2 separate regions of the Mus musculus genome follow, and region 1 is linked to region 2. A link is a contact called in public promoter capture Hi-C data. All regions are on one chromosome and are shown on one strand. The core of a region is the stretch at or near the end of the contact, and the rest is flanking DNA. Distances in the headings are between cores, read along the strand shown. Region 1 has its middle 17 kb from the start of Kif20b. Region 2 has its middle 4.1 kb from the start of Gm22082.

The links. Promoter capture Hi-C pulls out the DNA fragments that hold promoters and counts their contacts.
Region 1: a contact with region 2 is called in a promoter capture Hi-C map of the HPC-7 cell line, with 2.7 times the contacts expected there. A contact is called at or near these places in 4 of 39 promoter capture datasets (3T3-L1-derived adipocytes, the C10 cell line, the HPC-7 cell line and 1 more), 1 of 484 Hi-C or Micro-C datasets (nephron progenitors) and 1 of 130 datasets of targeted methods (embryonic stem cells).

The regions. Positions count from the first base shown.
Region 1 is chr19:34,904,161-34,907,489 of GRCm38.p6, forward strand. No RefSeq gene overlaps it. Among named protein-coding and RNA genes, the nearest start is that of Kif20b, 17 kb to the right of the region's middle.
Region 2 is chr19:34,798,564-34,801,969 of GRCm38.p6, forward strand. No RefSeq gene overlaps it. Among named protein-coding and RNA genes, the nearest start is that of Gm22082, 4.1 kb to the left of the region's middle.

The DNA.
Region 1 (3,329 bases), core at 176-2,675, 110 kb after region 2:
GTGGTTTCGTGCACTGTGTATTCAGATGTTGATTACGGTGCCCAAGGTCTACTATTGTCAAGCATTTCCTATCTCAATGTTGTGTAAAACATTGTTTTCCATCACCTCTGATAGGTTAATATAGAGCTGATCAGCCAATAGCTGGGCAGGAGAGGATGAGGTGGGACTTCCGATCCCAGTGAGGCTGGTGTAAAGAGGAGAGACAGAGGAAGAAGGAGGTGCCAGAGTGAGCCCAGGATAATGCCACGTGGCTGGGATATAGGCCAGGGCATCTGGTTAGAATAGTGCAAAATTTGTCCAGCTTAGTGCCAGATGCTTGTTAATAAATATACTAGGTCCCCATGGAATTTATTAGGAGCAGGGGCAGGTGTAGAAACCCCATACTTTTACATGTCCATACTATAATCTCATTTTGTTCTGTGGTGCTTCCCTTTGTGGTGAGGCTTCAGAGGTTGGTGATTGGGAGTGTGCTTTCTCTGAAGTTATGTAGATTTTGGAGTCCGTTCCCTTCTTAGGGGGGCCTGAGAGCTGTTTTATTCCTCTACTAGTCTTTATCCCAGACTTTTGTTTTCTATGGGAACACAACTTCTTAAGAAATGTGAGTTTACATTTCATTCATAAACAGTTCCTCTTCCTCAATGCTTTCTTGATCTATTCTGGGTCTTTTTTTTTGACTTGTTTTGTTTTGATGTGCCCCCTCTTTGATAATGCAGCTTCCTGGCAGTTCCTGTGATGTTTCCAGCACCTATGGGAGGTCTACAATTCGAATGTGCTCTTTGCCCGTAAAGTTGTAAGTGAACAGGTGTTTGTTGCTATAGATTCTTTTCAGTACAATTTCCTACAATTTGAGATCTACAAGTAGTTTAAGATTCCCAACTAACATTTTCTGAATTTCCTCTTTGCAAGTTGCCAGTACTTGCTAGCCAACTGTAGTCAATATTCACAAACAGTTTGGCTCCCTGTCGTTGCTTCCCTTGGACTTGACAGATCAGTAAGCATATGGCATGCCTTCTAAGTTATTATTACAACGATTATTGCCAAGTGCTTTGCCACTGCAGATCACAGACCGCCAACTTTTCTGCCTCTCATGTCAGCTTTCTTTTTCCCCCCCATAACTGGTAGTCAGTGTCACCTTTGTTTGTTTTGTAAGGGTTTGAAAACCGCTGAAGGAAGACCCCAGACTCATAGTATGCAAAAACAAAGAGTGTTTATTCTGTAGAAATAGACAGCATGTAGGGGGTCAACCATTCTTTGAATTGCCGACCCCAGACAAAGGCACTCAGGCCTTCTTATAGGGAACAGGGGGAACTCTCCAGAAGGATTAGGTAATCTAAAAATTCATTGGTGGGTGTTAGGGAGTGACAGGTGATCAGTGGTCTACATTTCGATACCATGCGCAATCAACCATGTGACGAAATAGGGCTCGGGCGCAGATGGCCCATTTAGAGATAAGCTAGTTCCCCATTTCTGTGGTTATCCCCTGGCTGTTCTTTGGGAGGGGGTTGTATGATCTTGTTCTGTGTTTTATAGTCTGTTCCCAGAGCTGGTATCCTAAGACTTCGCTTTTGGGACTTCCGGTCTGTTCCTGAAGCTGGTGCCTCACAGGCTTTTCTGAAATCAGGCCCAGTCCTTAAATGGAGACAAATGGGGTCCTTAGATGGAAGCAAATAGAGTTTGTGTTGCCCTTTCAGTTTATTTTTAGCCTTTTCGAGACCAGGGTCTCTCTGTGTGTCCTTGGCTGACCTGGAATTCGCTAAGCCCTAGACCAGCTGTAGACCAGGCTGGCCCCGAACTCACAGCTATCTACCTGTCTCTGCCTCCTGAGTGCCGGGATCAAAGGCGAACGTCAACATCGCCCAGCCTATTTTACATTTTTGTTATAACAACATTCTACTTCAAGGTCTCATTCATGGTTTTATTCATGACATGAGTGCGGCCTGTATGAAAATGACTTTCGAATTTCAGTGGCTTGAGACAATGAAGAACCACACCAGCACTCAATCTGCAGTTCATCTGTAGCCTGGGCTGGCCTTCCAAACTCGGGGAAATCCTTCTGCCTCACCCTCCAGAGGACTGGGATTACAGGCTTTTGTTGCCATGGCTGCAGTTTACTTATTTTACATTACTAAAAACGAGACATATCACATAAATACTGCCTGGCTCTAAGACAGATAGATAGTAACAAAGAGGACATTTGGACATGCACTCTATGTATGTATGTATGTATGTATGTATAGGAATAAAAAAAAAAAAACCAAGCAGTTCAGATGTTAATGGTGAGGGTCTGGGAACCTATGGGTGATAGATCTTCAGGATAATCTTTCTTTATACTTCTAATTTTCATTCTTATGGGATATGTCTAAAGTGTTTACTATTGTGTACGAGTGTTTGAATGCATGTATGTCTGTATGTGCACCATGTGTACATGTATGCCCCATTCCTGCAAAGGTCAGAAGAAGGTGCCAGATAAGCCACCATGTGGATGCTGGGAACTGAACTAGGTCTTCTTCAATAGCAGCAAGTTCTCTTCACTGACAAGACATCTCTCCAACCCCAAATAAAAATTTAAAAGCCTTCTATGTGGAAATATGGAATTATTGTTTGAATGGATATAACTTAAAAATTCATAAAAAAATAAATCTACATGAAAGTCACTCCATCTTACTTTTTTTTTTAACACAATGTATTGATTTCAATTTGAGAACACATCCAGATTTGTTCCAGTTAAGTGTTCTGTAATAAAGTTGTCGGTCTATTTCTGGCAAGCACACCTTCCCACAAGCTTAAGTCATGTGGGCAATTCAAGATAAAAATAGTTCCGATTCTGTTATTGGGATGCATTGCATGTGCCTAGTGTAAAAGGATGTCTTGCTGGAGAGGGGGCTGGTCTGGATTTGGACGACAGACCCAGAGAAGTCCTTGGGTCTCACACACTTGTGCTCTCAGTCAGAACAGCCACAGGGCAGCTATAGGGCTTCGCAGCTGCTGCGCTTTCCAGTCTGTCCTGAAACAACTGAGGCTTGATCTTCACATGAGTTTCCATTTAGGTTTGAGTGGCCAGTGCTTTTATCTATATCTTGCCAGCCTCATTCTTTAAGTTGAAAAGATTCTTCTTTAATATAAAATTGCCCAAAATAGCAGAAGTTAGTCTTAGTAGGCAGGCAAGCCTAAGGTTATTAGATAATATTTTAGTAATAATAATAGCAATCCTAGCTATGATTTATTTATTGTAAATGATAGCTGTTTTGTATGGAGAGACGGCTCAGTCGTTAAGAGCACTGTTAGGTCAGAGTTTGCTTCCAGCTTTCACATGGTGGCTCACTCGATAA
Region 2 (3,406 bases), core at 283-2,782:
ACACCATTGCATACACTAGCAAGATTTTGCTGAAAGGACCCAGATAGAGCTGTCTCTTGTGAGACTATGCCGGGGCCTAGCAAACACAGAAGTGGATGCTCACAGTCAGCTATTGGATGGATCACAGGGTCACCAATGGAGGAGCTAGAGAAAGTAACCAAGGAGCTAAAGGGATCTGCAACTCTATAGGTGGAACAACAATATGAACTACCCCGTACCCCCCGGAGCTCGTGTCTCTAGCTGCATATGTATCAGAAGATGGCCTAGTTGGCCATCAGTGGAAAGAGAGGCCCATTGGTTGTGCAAACTTTATCTGCCTCACTACAGGGGAACGCCAGGGCCAAGAAGTGGGAGTGGGTGGGTGGGGGAGCGGGTAGGGAACTTTTGGGATAGCATTGGAAATGTAAATAAAATAAATACCTAATTAAAAAAACAAAAGAAAAAAAACTATATCATCGAGTTTGCATGGCAACATATTTAGGATTTCTGTGGCATTCCCAAACTATACAAAGTCTGGAACTTTTAACAAGACAGATATTGATTAAGGAGTTTGCTCAGTCCATAAAATGTTTGTCACATAAGCATGAAGACCTGAGTTCGAGTCCCCATCACACACATGAAAAGCTGGATGAGGCACTATGCCACTATAATCCCAGAGCTGGAGGGTGTGTGAGTGTGTGTCTGTGTATGTGTCTGTGTGTGTGTGTGTGTGTGTGTGTGTGTGTGTGTGTGTGTGTGTGTGCAGAAATAGGAAGATCCTTAAGACATTCTGGCTAGCCTTCCTAAACTAATTAGGCAAGTTCCAGCCCAAAAGGAGACCTGTCTCAAAAGGTATGGTAAAGAGCAATTGAGGAAGATGCCTGATGTCTGTCTCACTCCTTACTGACCACCCCGCTCCTGTGCATGCACATCTGTGTACACATGAGCACACATACAAATCTGGGGAGCTGGCTGTGTAACTCGATGGTACAGTTGCTCTTAATATACTCTGTGCCTCATCCAAGCCCTGGGAACATGCATCCCCCTCCCAGTTTCAAATCTTAATGCCATGTTCCCTTTTAAAAAGATTAATTTCAATGTTTATGTAAAGTCATATTATTATGATGTCTCTACTGATGATCACTAAATAACCACAGATAAAATTATCCTTAAAATCATCTGAGCTCAAGCTTGACGATGGATGTGGATCCTCACAGCTGGACTTGGCCAAGACAATCCTCATGTTTATTTCATGAGCACAAAGGACTGTTTGGAGCCAATGTAGTCAAATGTGAAGTTCAAAACACAGGCTAAAGTACACAAAGGACCGCACAATTACTTACACATTCTGGGCAGAGGAAACAGAACTTAGCTGTTGTAGACAACCATCTATTTGCTCTGCTGTTTTCAAAAACTCTCTCTCTCTCTCTCTCTCTCTCTCTCTCTCTCTCTCTCTCTGTGTGTGTGTGTGTGTGTGTGTGTGTGTGTGTGTGTGTGTGTGTGTGTGCAGGCGTGGGGGGCAGGGAGCTGTAGATAGATAATTGACTCACTTCCCCATTTCCTTCTGCCTGTCTAAACATTTCGAACTTAGCTGCTTGCTGTCAGAACTCAAGCAGACGTCAGGAGAATGACTGCTCATTTTAGAATTTAGAATCTAATATAAATAGTAATCGAACCCCAAAGGAGGATGTCTAAGAGTGCTGAACTTAAAATTCATGAGGGTGTTGACTTATCTAATTTCAGCCCATGAACTTACAGAATTTAATACAAAACCACTCCCATCTTATAGTCAAAATAATGTGCTGTTTAAGTAACTATTCAGCTATTACATTTGAAAACATGCCCTTCATCAGGTGTGGTGGTATACACCTTTAATGTCAGCCCAAGGGAGGCAGAGACAGGCACAACTCTAAACTCAAAGCCAGTGAAGAACCAGCCTGCCTCCAACTTAGGCTTAAAAGTCATCTTACAGTAAAGACAAGCTGGGTTTATTCCTATTTATGCATAAACTTATGGTTTTGAAGAATTGGGCTATGCCTGTAACCATAACTACAAATGATTCTGTACTTCACATTTCAGGAATGGCAAGCATGTCTTTGTTTCAAAAAGCTGTAATCATAGGTGGTCATACAACCTTTTAAACAAAAGTAGGGTTGCAAGATGGTTATAAACAACTTTTGAAACAAAGACATGATTGCCATTCCTAGAACAGGCAGTACAGAACCACCTATATAGATGTGTGTGTGTGTGTGTGTGTGTGTGTGTGTGTGTGTGTGTGTACATGCTTTGAGTAAACTAGTTCTAGTATAAATTATACATCTGACTCTTCTCCTGTTTGCTCTTTCTTGCCAGCACAGCTGGAGGAACCTACTTCTTCAGAATTACAGCTTATACGGATGAAATGCCTAGCCTCATGGGACTGAGCAACTACTAGATCCTTGGATTTCCCATTCACAGCTGCCTATTGTTGGGTTAGTTGGGCTGCAGACTCCTCCTTCTGGTCTGGGCCAGTGCCCTGAGCAGACCTAAGTTGTGAACTCCGTAGCAAGTCCCACAATACCCAGAGGAAGATCCACTCCCAGGTGGTCTAACACTCCCAGGATCATAGGATCAGAGATGAGAAGGACACAACACCTGCCCCAACACTGGAAGTAATTGGGACCAGCAGGACCCAGGCACCCAGGAATTCCACCCGACCAGTGGTACAGGTTCCTTCCGGTCTGAGCAGACCTTAGGTGTGAACTCTGCAGCCAGTCTCACAACTCCCAGGAAAAGCTCCACTCCCAGGCACTCTAACAAGCCCAGGATCCCAGGATCCCAGGAGCTTGGTCACACCAGGATCTCAGGGTCCAGGGGCAAACTGACTCCCAGGAGCTCTGACACACCCACGATCTCAGGATCCCAGAATCACAGGATCACAGAGACAGCTGAACTCTGAAGAGTTCTGACACAACCAGGATCACAGGAAGGACAGGCTCCAGTCAGATATACCAAGGGCAGGTAGCACTAGAGATAATCAGATGGCAGGAGGCAAGCATAAGAACATAAGCAACAGAAACCAAGGTTACTTGGCATCATCAGAACCCAATTCTCCTACCATAGCAAGTCCTGGATACACCATCACACCGGAATAGCAAGATTCAGGTCTAAAATCACTTCTCATGATGGTGATAAGAAGGACATAAATAACTCCCTTAAAGAAATACAGGAAAACACAGGTAAACAGCTAGAAGCCCTTAAAGAGGAAACACAAAAATCTCTTAAAGAATTACAGGAAAACACAATCAGTCAGGAGAAGGAAATGAACAAACCATCTAAGATCTAAAAATGGAAATATAAACAATAAAGAAATCACAAAGGGAGACAATCCTAGAGTTAGAAAACCTAGGAAAGCAATCAGGAGTCATAGATGCAAGCATCACCAACA